Regions from separate parts of the Mus musculus genome. Here all the other regions are linked to region 1. A link is a contact called in public HiChIP or PLAC-seq and promoter capture Hi-C data. All regions are on one chromosome and are shown on one strand. Each heading gives the region's core, a stretch centred on a gene start, on an enhancer-like site or on the middle of the called end of the contact. The rest is flanking DNA. Distances are from core to core; before and after follow the strand shown. Region 1 holds the start of Ankrd63 (ankyrin repeat domain 63). Region 2 has its middle 22 kb from the start of Gm32684. Region 3 holds the start of Ivd (isovaleryl coenzyme A dehydrogenase).

Region 1 (3,757 bases), core at 790-3,289:
TGGATGCTGATGGGACGGACTTTGAGGTCCCTCTAAATGGTGCTTCTCCAACTGGCTCCTGACCCTGTGTGGTGCAGGCGGAGTTTCTGTCTCTGCTCCCTCTGCACAGATGGGACTGTGCAGGCCTGGGTTGACACTGCCAGTGTATGACACAGGCTGAGACCTAACTCTCCTGCCAAGAAATGCGTGGGGGCTCAGTTCACCGACTGTGCACTTAGTAATATGCCTCACAGGACAAAGGGGAGCATGAGTCCCTGTTGTATGGTCTAGCCCGAATCCACTCCTAGGCCATCCTGGAGCCTAGGTAGTCCAGAAGACACAGATGCTCCGGGGCCTCCCCAGCCCCTGCTCCCCGGGGCAGAGCACTCCTCACAGAATCCTCAGGCGTGTCCCGCAAAGCAACCAGACTGGACACCCCCTCCATTCTTCACTGGACTTCCTTTCTCTTACAGCATAGGACCCCTGAACACAACCCTCCACATTGTGTCTGTTGGGTGCCTTTGTCCCTGTAACCCCTCTGCCTGGCCGTCTTCCTTGTTTCTTAGCCTGCGTCTCTCATCCTTAAAGGACTAACTCTGCTGTTGCCTTCAGAGGATCTTAGTTCCCTCTCCTTCCCATCATTTGTCCTTCCATCCAATGGCTGTTTTGAGTTTGCATTTAGCAGATGTTCTCAGTCCTGGGTTCGTCTTCCTGACTGAGAAGACAAGTCTCATTCATTCAGTTTGTGCATCTGTGTTTCCCATTGCTGGAAACACAACCATAGGGTCTCATGTAGCCCAGGCTGGCCTCAACCTAACTGTAGCTGAGGATGATCTTGGAACTTCTGAGCCTCCTGCCTCCATCTCTCAAGTGCTGGGTTGTTAGCTTATAGCACCACACCTGGCTTCATCCTGGGAATGAATCAAACCAATCGTTTCGTGTATACTGGGCAAATACTCGACCAGCTGCGAAAAGTCCCTAGCTCTTCACTTATTCTACAAATAAACTCCATTTCAACTATTCTCAAGCCCTTTCTCTAGTCCTGGGAGCTTGTGGGGCACTCATTGTAAGACTCTGCTAGGCCTTCAGTATTCCCCGTCTCTAGCGCCCATGAGCTGATTGTCCAAAGGAAGTAGGTTTTCCACACATCTGATTGAAAAAAAAAAAAAATCTCAGGCTGTCTCCTTTCTGTAGGGGCCAGGTCTAGCGCTCTGTGGCCTAAAGATGGTTTTGTGCTCAAGAGAACCCAGCCCTGTCAGGGAATTCTTGCTTGTGTCTTTTGTCCTTTCCTAGACCCTAACTAGCCCATCTTTGAGGAGATAGGAGGTAGTGCCTGGGAAGTCCAAATGCCTGCATACTCTCGGGTCCTAAGGCACCTGCCCTGGGTCAGAGCGGCCAGTGTCTAAGTCAACTTGCTCCACAGCGACCGATCAACCGTGGAGCTGGCACGCGGGCGCGCTGTCAGGTTTGGAGACGTCTGAGATTGGAGAATGCACCCCCGCCCTTCTCTGAGTGAGCGCGTGCGGGAGGCACAATTGTGTGTGGCTGTGATTCGCTGCACTTTAGATGGCAGTTATCAGCCAGACTGAGCGCCCTCAGTCCGGAGCACAAATGCCTCATACCCCAAATTACTTTTCCTCTGTCTCTTGCCCACCTCAAGCTGGTGCACTGTCCAGTCCTGTCCTCGTGGGGTCCCAGTCCCTTTAACCTAAAACCGATGGCAGGAGCTCCCGCCAGTTTCTAAGCAGCGGAGGCTACCGATTCCGGCGGAGGCGGGGGGCGGGGAAAGATGACTGAGACTTTAGGATTGGCCCCGCCGGGTGCATGTGGCCCCCGGCGAGCAGCCTCCACCCCCGCCCCGCAACCGCCGCCGCATTCCCAGGGGAGCGCGGAGGAGGAGCCGCTCCCCAACTTCGTGGCCCACGAAGGGGTGGGGGTCAGGGGCGGTCTCCCTTGCCCTGTCCGTCTCTGCCCCGAAGGTGCAGTCTGCTTCCAGAGCAGCCATTGCCATGGAGACCCCTGAAGCTATAAAGCCAGGTATCTAGGCGTCGGGCACCTCAGGAGCCGCCGAGCCCCCCAAGTAAAAAAGCAAGCGTCCCGGCCCCCGCAAGAAAGGAGGAGGCGGGGAGAGGCTCTGGGAGCTGGAGGAGCGGCGCTCCCCGCCGAGGCAGGAGGCAGGCGCGCCAGGCGGGAGCCACCCGCTCAACAGGGGAGCAGGGGCTGCCCGGGGTGCGGGTGAGTGGCGTTGCTCCAAGCCACGAGGGACCAAGGGGCGTCGGATACAGGGAAGAGGGCCCAAGAGTTGAGGAGGCCGAGCTTGGAGCTTGAGCGGGAGTCGAAGCAGCCAGCAGCCCACACCTCCAGGCGTGGGGGGCCAGGGAGGAAAAGCAAGACGCCCTGGGAGCGGCGAGGCAGCCGAGCGGTAGGGAGACCTGAGCGGGAACTGCAGGACACTTGGTTGCAGCCACCTACACGCCGCTTGGAAAGAGCGGTACCGGTGTCCGGGCCGGGGCCGTAGCCCCGTGGGGTGAGGGAACAGGGGCGCCCCCGTGCGTCGGACTTCCGGGGCGCGGCGGCCGGAGCCATGCTCAAGCCCAAGGACCTGTGTCCCCGAGCGGGGACGCGCACCTTCCTTGAGGCCATGCAGGCCGGCAAAGTGCACTTGGCCCGTTTCGTGCTGGACGCGCTGGACCGCAGCATCATCGACTGCCGCGCAGAGCAGGGCCGGACGCCGCTTATGGTGGCCGTGGGGCTGCCGGACCCCGCGATGCGCTCGCGCTTCGTGCGACTGCTGCTGGAGCAAGGTGCAGCCGTGAACCTGCGGGACGAGCGGGGCCGCACTGCACTCAGCCTGGCCTGCGAGCGAGGCCACTTAGACGCCGTGCAGCTCCTGGTGCAGTTCAGCGGCGATCCGGAGGCGACGGACTCGGCGGGCAACAGCCCGGTGATGTGGGCGGCGGCGTGCGGCCACGGGGCGGTGCTGGAGTTCTTGGTGCGCTCTTTCCGCCGCCTGGGCTTACGCCTTGACCGCACCAACCGGGCGGGCCTCACCGCACTGCAGCTGGCTGCCTCCCGCGGCCACGGGACCTGTGTGCAAGCCCTCACCGGGCCTTGGGGTCGGGCAGCCGCTGCGGCAGCGGCCCGGGGTTCCAACTCCGACAGTCCCCCTGGCCACCCTGCCCCGGCGCCCAGCCCAGAGCGGCGACGACCCAGTCCCCGTCGTTTACCGCGCCCTCTTTTGGCACGGTTTGCGCGAGCTGCCGGCGGCCACGGTCACGGTCACGGCCATGGCCACGGCCACGGAGGCGAGCTTGCCTCTGCTGGCAAGGGCTCGGTCCGTTATAGGGCACAAGGCAATGAGAGACCAGAGTTGGGCCGGAGCATGAGCCTAGCTCTGGGTACCATGACCGAGGAGGAGACAGCACGCCTTAGGGCAGGAGCTCTGATGGCTCGACCAAACTCACCCCAGTCTTCGGGGAGTGGGCGGTGGCGTTCGCAGGAGGTGCTGGAGGGAGCGCCACTGGCCTTAATGCAAGCCCCGGTCGGCCTTAGTCCTCATCCCGAGGGCTGCCCCGGCTCTGGCCGCCTGGGTTTGCGCCGACGGTCCACAGCTCCAGACATCCCCAGCCTGGTCGGGGAGGCTTCAGGGCCTGAGAGTGGCCCAGAATTAGAGAACAACGCTCTGCCTTTCTCAGTGCCTGGGCCAAAGCCTTGGCAGGCGGGCACAGAGGCTGTGGTACTGCAGGCTCAGCGGTAAGGAGCACGAAGGTCGCGCCCT
Region 2 (3,757 bases), core at 1,118-3,617, 180 kb after region 1:
TTATTTGTCCACTGTTTTGTCCATTGGTTTCTTTGAGGGTGGAAGAGTCTTGCATTCTTTTGTTTGTACTAAAACAAAATATTGATCATCTCCCCAGGAAAAAGACACAGAGTGTGTCTAAACTCAAGGATTTATATATAAAATTTCAGGCAATTAGCTGGGGGCATGGCTGGTGTGAACCTGTAATTCCAGCACTGGGAAGGCTGAGGTAAATGGATTGAGACAACACTTAGTGAGATTCTCTCTGTCTCTGTCTGTCTGTCTGTCTGTCTGTCTGTCTGTCTGTCTGTCTGTCTCTCTCTCTCACACACACACACACACACACACACACACACACACACACACGGTTCTGTTGTTGTTTTGAAACAGGTCTTGCCATGGCCCTGACTGGCCTGGAATTCTTCCTCCTGAGTGCTGGGATTAAAGTCCTTCACCACTGTGCCCAGCTAAGAGAGATTTTTACACATAATAAAGACTACCTTATTGTAAAGCAACAAGCCTAAAAAAAAGCACCACAGAGGCTTAGAAGCACAAGGAAACCTTCTTCATTCCATCCTTCCCTTTATCCACACTGAGAGATGTTGCTTCTGCATCCTGTGTGCCTCACCCTCTGTGTACCGTGAAGGAGAATTGTGCAATCACTGGAGACTTGTGTTTATCAGACTGCATTCCTGATGTAAGGGGCCCACACTTCCTGTCCACACACTCAGAGACCAAAGCCATGACAATGGGCTGGTTCTTTCAGAAGCCACGACTCCAGTCCAGACAGGGTATTTGTGGCCAGTCTTTATAGCACTCTTATCCAACTTAAAGAGGGGTGCCTTCCCATAAACACAGCAAGGAAGTTCTGATCATGTTGTTTCAAGGCTCATCCTAAATTAGTGTCTGGGAACTAATCAGACCTTGAAAGTATAGGAAAACATGGCCTGAGGCTATGGGAGACCCATAGCAGGTACAGGCAGAGGCCAGGAGGTCTGCGTGTCCCTGATATAAGTTTCTTGTTTGTCACCCGAGTGAGCCCAGGGTTATGCCCGATGATTCTGACTTTGAAGTGGAGAAGGTTCAATGCCTGGTGGTCACCTCATTTCTAACACACATTTACCAAGTGCCGATGAGCCCCAGGCACCAATTTCAGAAGCTCTGAAAAAATGTGAATATACTCGAGTGAAATGGGCATTATTTTAAACAGAATCACAGAGAACCTTCCAGCCCCCAAGTCTGGTAAGATCAAAGCTAGGAAGAAGTCTCTTTGCTGACACCAGGGCCAGGATCCAGTCAATGTCCCACAGCTGGCCATTCCAAGCATGAAACTTCAATGATCCTTCCCCAAAGAAAAGAGTGATGGCTCTCTCTCTCTCTCTCTCTCTCTCTCTCTCTCTCTCTCTCTCTCTCTCTCTCTCTCTCTCTCTCTCTCCTCCCCCTTTCCTTCCCCCTCCCCTCTTTCCTTTCCAAATTTATCTCTTTTATTCTGTGTAATGTATGTGCACTGGTATGTGCCTAGTATACAGGAGCCAGAAGAGGGCACCAGCTCCCCTAGAACTGGAGTTTTGTAGGTGCTTGGAACAGAACCTGGATCACCTGCGAGAGAAGCATGTACCTCCAACTAGTAAGTCATCTCTCTAACGTCTGACACCATTCTCCTTTGGGGACAGTGTTTAAGACAAGGTCTCATTATGGAGCTCTGGCTGTCCTAGAACTCACTATATAGACCCGGCTGGCTTTGAACTCAGATACCCACCACCCTTTGCCTCCTGAATGTTGGGATTAAAGGTGTCTATCACTGTGCCCAGCTAGGTACTATTTTCTTGATCACCAATAGCTATGGTTGGGTGAGTGGCTCTGGACATACCTAGATAGACAAGAGGGCCCTGGAGGGGCCTGATGGGACCTGTGATAACTGGTCTCATTCCTCACCATAGCTCCACCCCCTAGCAAAGACCTTGACTCTGACCAGGAGTTCAGAAATCTCTAGAAAAAGGCAATGAAAACTCATCCTGAGAGTAACCTCATAAGTGCTAATGGTGTGGTGTTCAATAAGACCATCACCACCATCTTCCCTTCTCCCTATATAGTCCAGGAGCCCGGGATTTGTATGACAAAACTAAGCTGTTTCCTTTCTTCCTGGTGCCACAAGGCTCCAAGCAAGAGGGCTTGGAGTTCTGGGCTGAGATGCAGCTGGGGGAAGGGCACACTAGCCACGGGAGCAGTAAGCAGCTATCAGCAGCACAGGATGGCGGGCCACCTGCCTTGTGTGGGAGGTCACAGGCAGAGTTTTCAAGGGTCCTTTCTACCTTGGTGAAGCCCAGTGCACATGGCTGCTGGTGCCTGAGGGTGCAGCCAGGGTAGGCTGAGTCAGTGGACTGACACTTCGTCTGGCAGTGGCTTGCCAACAATCACCCTTCCACTCCTGGGAAGAATCAAGGAGTGGCTAGGCCTGTCCTGAGGTCTTCTCCAGGTCCCCAGCCATGCAGGAGCAGAGGGCGAGCTAAGGGGATGCTGGGAATGGGCTAGCCTGCAGTGTTTACATGTGAAGACAAGGGCATGCTGTGGTTAATCTTTCAAACCACCCCAGACATTTCTCTAATGGCTTTGGGCTGCCTCTTAGCTGGGTATAGGGATACTGTGTCCCTTTGCAAGGTCACTCACCCCTACCCTGTCTCTCTGTCTCTGTCTTGCCCCCCACCCCAAGAAATACCTGCTTGGCTCCTCAATAACGCATAGACCTTCCAACAAAGAGTTAACCTGCCCCTAGTAGCATCCCACCAGAGCCTTTGAACCAGCCTTCTGTGCCTGCCCATGTGTGTAGCCTCAGGACTGCCACTCACTCACACTTGCTGGCTCTGCTGCAGTGTACACAAAGGCTGCCTTGTTTCTGGCCGAGCTGGAGTCACATGTTTTCACTCTTAACCAGAGCTTTAAAACGAAACAGCCACCCTCTCTGGCCCCAGTTGACCCTGTTTACGTCTGTGGAGCCAATTCCAAACAGCTACAGTAGCGAAAACTGCTTTCTAGGGGGACTTCTTGACTGTCTGTGTAGAGAGAACAAATCCTCACTTTGTATAAAGGGGGGACTTTAAGGAGTTTAGGGAAATGCCTTAGAGGGGAAAATACTAGGAAGCCAGCAGCTGGCCACAACTTCTCTGTTTTCTAAAGTATCTCTTACAGGAGACCCCAGGGGCCAAAGATAAAGCTTGCAAGAAACAAAAGGATGAGCAGAGTTTTCAGGGCAAAGAGACAGAACCTTCTGGATATTCCTAGTGAGATCCCATTATTTAACCCTTGAAGAAAGTGATATTTTCTTCTTTCTTTCTTTCTTTCTTTCTTTCTTTCTTTCTTTCTTTCTTTCTTTCTTTCTTTCTTTCTTTCTTTAAAGAATAATAAGTTTTTGTTTTCTTTTGTGTAAGTGTGGATATGAGTGTTTGTGTATGTATATGTGTGTGTGTGTGAGTGTGTATAAGTGTATCTGTGTGTTTGTGTGAATGTGTATGAATGTGTGTGTGCGCTCGCGTGTGTACATAATGAGTTAATGAGCAATGCCCTTTGTTTGGTTTGTTTGTTACTAACAGTAGGAAAGAAAGTTCTCTTTCCTGGCGTAGGGAAATGACCTGAACTGTGGAGGCTTCTAGAAACGTCTGGTGTCAGGTCTGGCTGAGAAGGACCTGTTTTGTTTTGTTCTGTTTTTTTCTGTTTGTACCCTGAAGACTTTCTTCTTTCTCGTTGTGAGTGGTGACCCATGTTCACTGTGCAGGAAGCCAAG
Region 3 (3,757 bases), core at 743-3,242, 160 kb before region 1:
TGTTTGGGAAGAGACCAGCATCCCTGAGGTGAAATCTTCTGGGAGGTGTTTCCTCAGTTAGCACTCAGAAGCTGTGCTACAGAGATAGCTAAGGCTGCACTGTGCTGACAGCGGAACTTGATCAAGCATAAGTCTTCCAGGTGCTGCTGGTTTTAAAGGTACGAATGGGTCATAGAGAGTAGCTGAGACTTGACATTGTCAGAAGCCAAGAGAGGCAGGCTCTTGGTAAAGGGTCATGGATTACATTTAATGCCCCAGGATTAAAGGGGCCATGCAGAAAAGCAGAAGTTTGGCACCATGAGGAGATCCCAGAAGAGGCTACTAATAGAAGTCCAGCTCAGCTGCAGCAGAGACCCAGCATTTTGGAGATAACCAGTACCACGGGAGGGCCACCAAGAACAGCAGCAGCAGGAGGTGGTGCTTACCAGAGCTTAGAAGACAAGCTGTGTGGGCTGTAGAGGGCAGAGCTGGAGAAGTGACTCAAGCCCCTTAGAGGAGCCCAGAAGGTCATGATTAACCCTAGATATTGGACATTGAGTTATTTACTCTGATGGAGTGTGGGTTTGATTTGATTGTAACTGTACCCTGGTTCTTCACTTTTCTTTCTTTCTTAGAATTCCAGAAGGTGCCTAGGGGCTCCACTCCCTTCCTCCACTAAGGTTATTCATAGCAATACTTGCCCTTGGTATAGCATCTGACTCAGACACACTGTGTGTGAAACCATCACTCCTCAGCAATCTCTTAGGCAATCTACAGCAGTTGCTTCATATACATACATATCTAGATATCTAGATAGATATCTAGATAGATATCTAGATATCTAGATAGATAGATAGATAGATAGATAGATAGATAGATAGATAGATAGATAGATAGATAGGCAGGACCCAAGGCATCCCTGGAAATTATTCATTGGCTTCGATTAGGGAAGAGAGTTAAACCTAGCAATAAGAGTAGGTTAACCAAGCTCTTTGTTTGTTTGTTTTTTCCAGACAGGGTTTCTCTGTGTATCCCTGGCTGTCCTGGAACTCACTCTGTAGACCAGGCTGGCCTCGAACTCAGAAATCCACCTGCCTCTGTCTCCCGAGTGCTGGTATTAAAGGTGTGCGCCACCACTGCCCAGCAACCAAGCTCTTTTTTTTTTTTTCAGCTTTGTGCATTATGCCTTGAAGAGGGGAAGAAAACAAACTTAAGATGGCATTTCAGAATTCTTTAAAGTCTTCCATTGAAAAAGCAAATTGCCCTGGTAGCTATGGGTCATGCGTAACTTCAACCATAAGTTGAGAACCATTGCTTACAAGCCAGGTATGGTGGCCCATGCCTTTAATCCCATCACTCTTGAGGCAAAAGCAAGAGTTCACTAGTAGAGTTCAAGTACTAGTTTAATGCCTTCCAGGCCACCCAAAGCTATACATACTGAGACCCCAAGGAAGGGGAGAATGGGAGAGCGAGAGGGAGAAGGAGAGCGAGAGTGAGCGAGAGAGAGAGAGAGAGAGAGAGAGAGAGAGAGAGAGAGAGAGAGAGAGAGAACAGGTTGGGGTGTAAGTGTTTTCAGATTCATGAGAGCCACTAGAAGTAGGGCCAACCAATCTGCCCACCCAAACACCACCAGTCTTCCAGGTTTGGTCCTTACTCTTTTATCTCCTCCTAGCTGGAGTTCAAAGCCAGGAATCCCCCTGTCTTGCTGTCTCCCTCAAATATTAGTAGGGAGAGGGCGCGCAGTTCCTCTCCCTAGCTTCTACGAAACGCTTCCAAGGCCTGGCAGGCACAAGTCACTTGGGTAAGACCTGGGACATGTCCTGGGGCCGGCCTTCCTACCTGCTTCTGCTCCTCGTTTAGCCCGTTGATATCATCGTCCACAGGCAATATCGAGTGGGCCCGCCGCGGGACAGCGAGGGGCGACGGTGATGGCCGCAGTCTCCAACTGGAAACTCGCCGTCCCAGCAGCCGGATTGCAGTCGCCATCTCTGCGGTGCACCAGGAGCTTGGACTGGTTTAGCTTACGCTCCACCAATCCTAGTTTCAACACTTTGTCCAATCAGGGAGGGGGTGGGGCTTCAGTAGCCAATCGTTCTCGGAAGCCAGCCGAAGGCCTTGCTGCCCTTGCAACCATGCAAGCCAATCAGCCGAGAGGCGGCAGCCAGCCCTGGCTCCTGTGCTGGCTACCTCCCGTACTTGTTTCCTAAGTGTCTTTCTTGCATACAAGAAAGTATAGTAGTATCTCGTGTTAAGATTTTAATCTTGAACGGCACAAGACTATCTTTGTGGGAAAGCAAGTACTCCAACGCAGATGCCTAATGTGGAGGGATAAACTGTCCAAACAGATCTGGAGGTGTGAAGGTCTGTTAAAGAATCTTTTGTTCTAGAGTCCCCACTGACTGAAAACAGCAAAATTTGCTTTGTTATGTAATAGGTTTTGGTTCCTCCTTAAGCGAAAGAGGTTGCCCAGGATTCTCTGCCCTCGGATTCTGTAAGAACGTTTTCTTATTGGGGTGACAGGGCAGGAAGAGAAGAATGGTGTTTGGGGTTCCCTGAAAAAAATCACTTGAGTGAAGATTCTGCAAACTAATTAGAACTTTGTGATTGTGGGTGTTGGGCTGTTGCAGATTCACAGCCAAAATTATATTTGAGTATCTTTAGTTCCTTTAAGTAGCCGTTTATCTCCAACCCACCTAACTGACCCAGTATTCTTGACCATCAGGTAGGAAATTTTATTTTAAATTAGTTCACTAATCAGAGACAGGATCTCTATGTAGCCCTGGCTGTCCTGGAACTTTTTGACTTTGAACTCAAAAGAGATCTGCCTGCCTCTCTCTTACGAGTGCTTCCACTACAAGTGGATAACACCCACCTGGAATTTATTCATTTAGCAGACTACTAACTTGTACAAACCAAGAACATCTTGTATGTCATCTAAGTATGTCATCAGATAATATCAGAGATTTCCCTGGAGTAACTCACCGACCAGTGTTGGCACAAGGTCTTTGGTAAGTACAGTCTTTGGTTTTGTGGCTAAGAACATATCCTGTAGCTATTCCACACTGGAGTACGTCATTAAGGGCAACCCGAATTTTGCTCATGTCATGGTTATTCGTATTGGCTTAAAATAAACTTAGTGCCTTTGAGGGGAGATCTGTCTTTTGTGTCCAGAAGAAGAAAGACTGACAGGAGCCAGGCTCTTATCTCTTAATCCCCTTTCCACTTCTGTCCAGGAAGGGGGCTTTGAACACATTGCTTGGATCCTTGCTGTGTCTTTTATCACCTGAAAATGAGAACAGTGTTCCCCACTACAATGTCATCATGAGGCATATTCACTGGGCAGGGGGTACAGTGCGATGTAAGGCATCCACTTGAGTACCCAAGGCTTTGGTTCAACCCCAGCAATCAAAATTATAATAAAAATGATTGCATACTTAATTATATGGCATAGCACTCAGAGCCACATGCTCATTTTTAGTTGTCCCTACCACATCTGACTTTTCCTACCTGGTCTCACATTCTAATTTAGCCCCTCCCACAACTGGAAAGAGCTGCATTCTGAGCCCTCCCTAAAGATAGGTCAAAAACCAATCACAGAGCAGCTTCTACACCTATAATCTCAGCCTTTGGAAAACCGAGGCAGGAGGATTGGAGTTCAAAGCCAGCCTGGGCTACAAGAGACCAGTAAAAGCATAAAAATGAAAACACACAAAATCACATTCCTCTTATTTCTACTCTGGTTGAAGTGACTTCTTTAGATATTTTGAGATTGTCCTAG

What was found. HiChIP or PLAC-seq counts read pairs in DNA pulled down with a chosen protein or histone mark. Capture Hi-C pulls out chosen DNA fragments and counts their contacts.
Region 2: a contact with region 1 is called in an HNF4G HiChIP or PLAC-seq map of pancreatic cancer cells. The contact joins the enhancer-like site here to the promoter of Ankrd63 in region 1. A contact is called at or near these places in 4 of 39 promoter capture datasets (the C10 cell line, the HPC-7 cell line, embryonic stem cells and 1 more), 1 of 484 Hi-C or Micro-C datasets (liver), 1 of 115 datasets of contacts at active chromatin or transcription factors (pancreatic cancer cells) and 2 of 9 other capture datasets (adipose tissue and liver).
Region 3: a promoter capture Hi-C map of adipose tissue shows a contact between it and region 1. The contact joins the promoter of Ivd here to the promoter of Ankrd63 in region 1. A contact is called at or near these places in 21 of 39 promoter capture datasets (the 3T3-L1 cell line, 3T3-L1-derived adipocytes, the C10 cell line and 13 more), 11 of 484 Hi-C or Micro-C datasets (B cells, Th1 cells, bone marrow-derived DN3 thymocytes and 7 more), 9 of 115 datasets of contacts at active chromatin or transcription factors (bone marrow-derived macrophages, craniofacial prominence, embryonic basal ganglia and 6 more) and 4 of 9 other capture datasets (adipose tissue, liver, macrophages and 1 more).

What each region holds. Positions count from the first base shown.
Region 1 is chr2:118,702,245-118,706,001 of GRCm38.p6, reverse strand. Ankrd63 (ankyrin repeat domain 63) reads left to right here and starts at 2,039. Exons shown (of 1, transcript NM_001081971.1): 1 at 2,039-3,757. The coding sequence starts at 2,564. The coding sequence ends at 3,736. It also overlaps a transcript of Plcb2 not described here.
Region 2 is chr2:118,519,366-118,523,122 of GRCm38.p6, reverse strand. No RefSeq gene overlaps it. Among named protein-coding and RNA genes, the nearest start is that of Gm32684, 22 kb to the right of the region's middle. Within about 2 kb of position 2,367, at least 195 of the 459 cell types and tissues checked have an H3K27ac peak or open chromatin away from gene starts, as enhancers often do. A contact at or near this core is called in the HPC-7 cell line, adipose tissue, liver and 1 more, where this site is marked.
Region 3 is chr2:118,860,229-118,863,985 of GRCm38.p6, reverse strand. It overlaps Ivd (isovaleryl coenzyme A dehydrogenase), which reads right to left and starts at 1,992. Exons shown (of 12, transcript NM_019826.4): 1 at 1,819-1,992. The coding sequence starts at 1,965. Gm39913 (a long non-coding RNA gene) reads left to right here and starts at 2,132. Exons shown (of 2, transcript XR_866660.2): 1 at 2,132-2,987.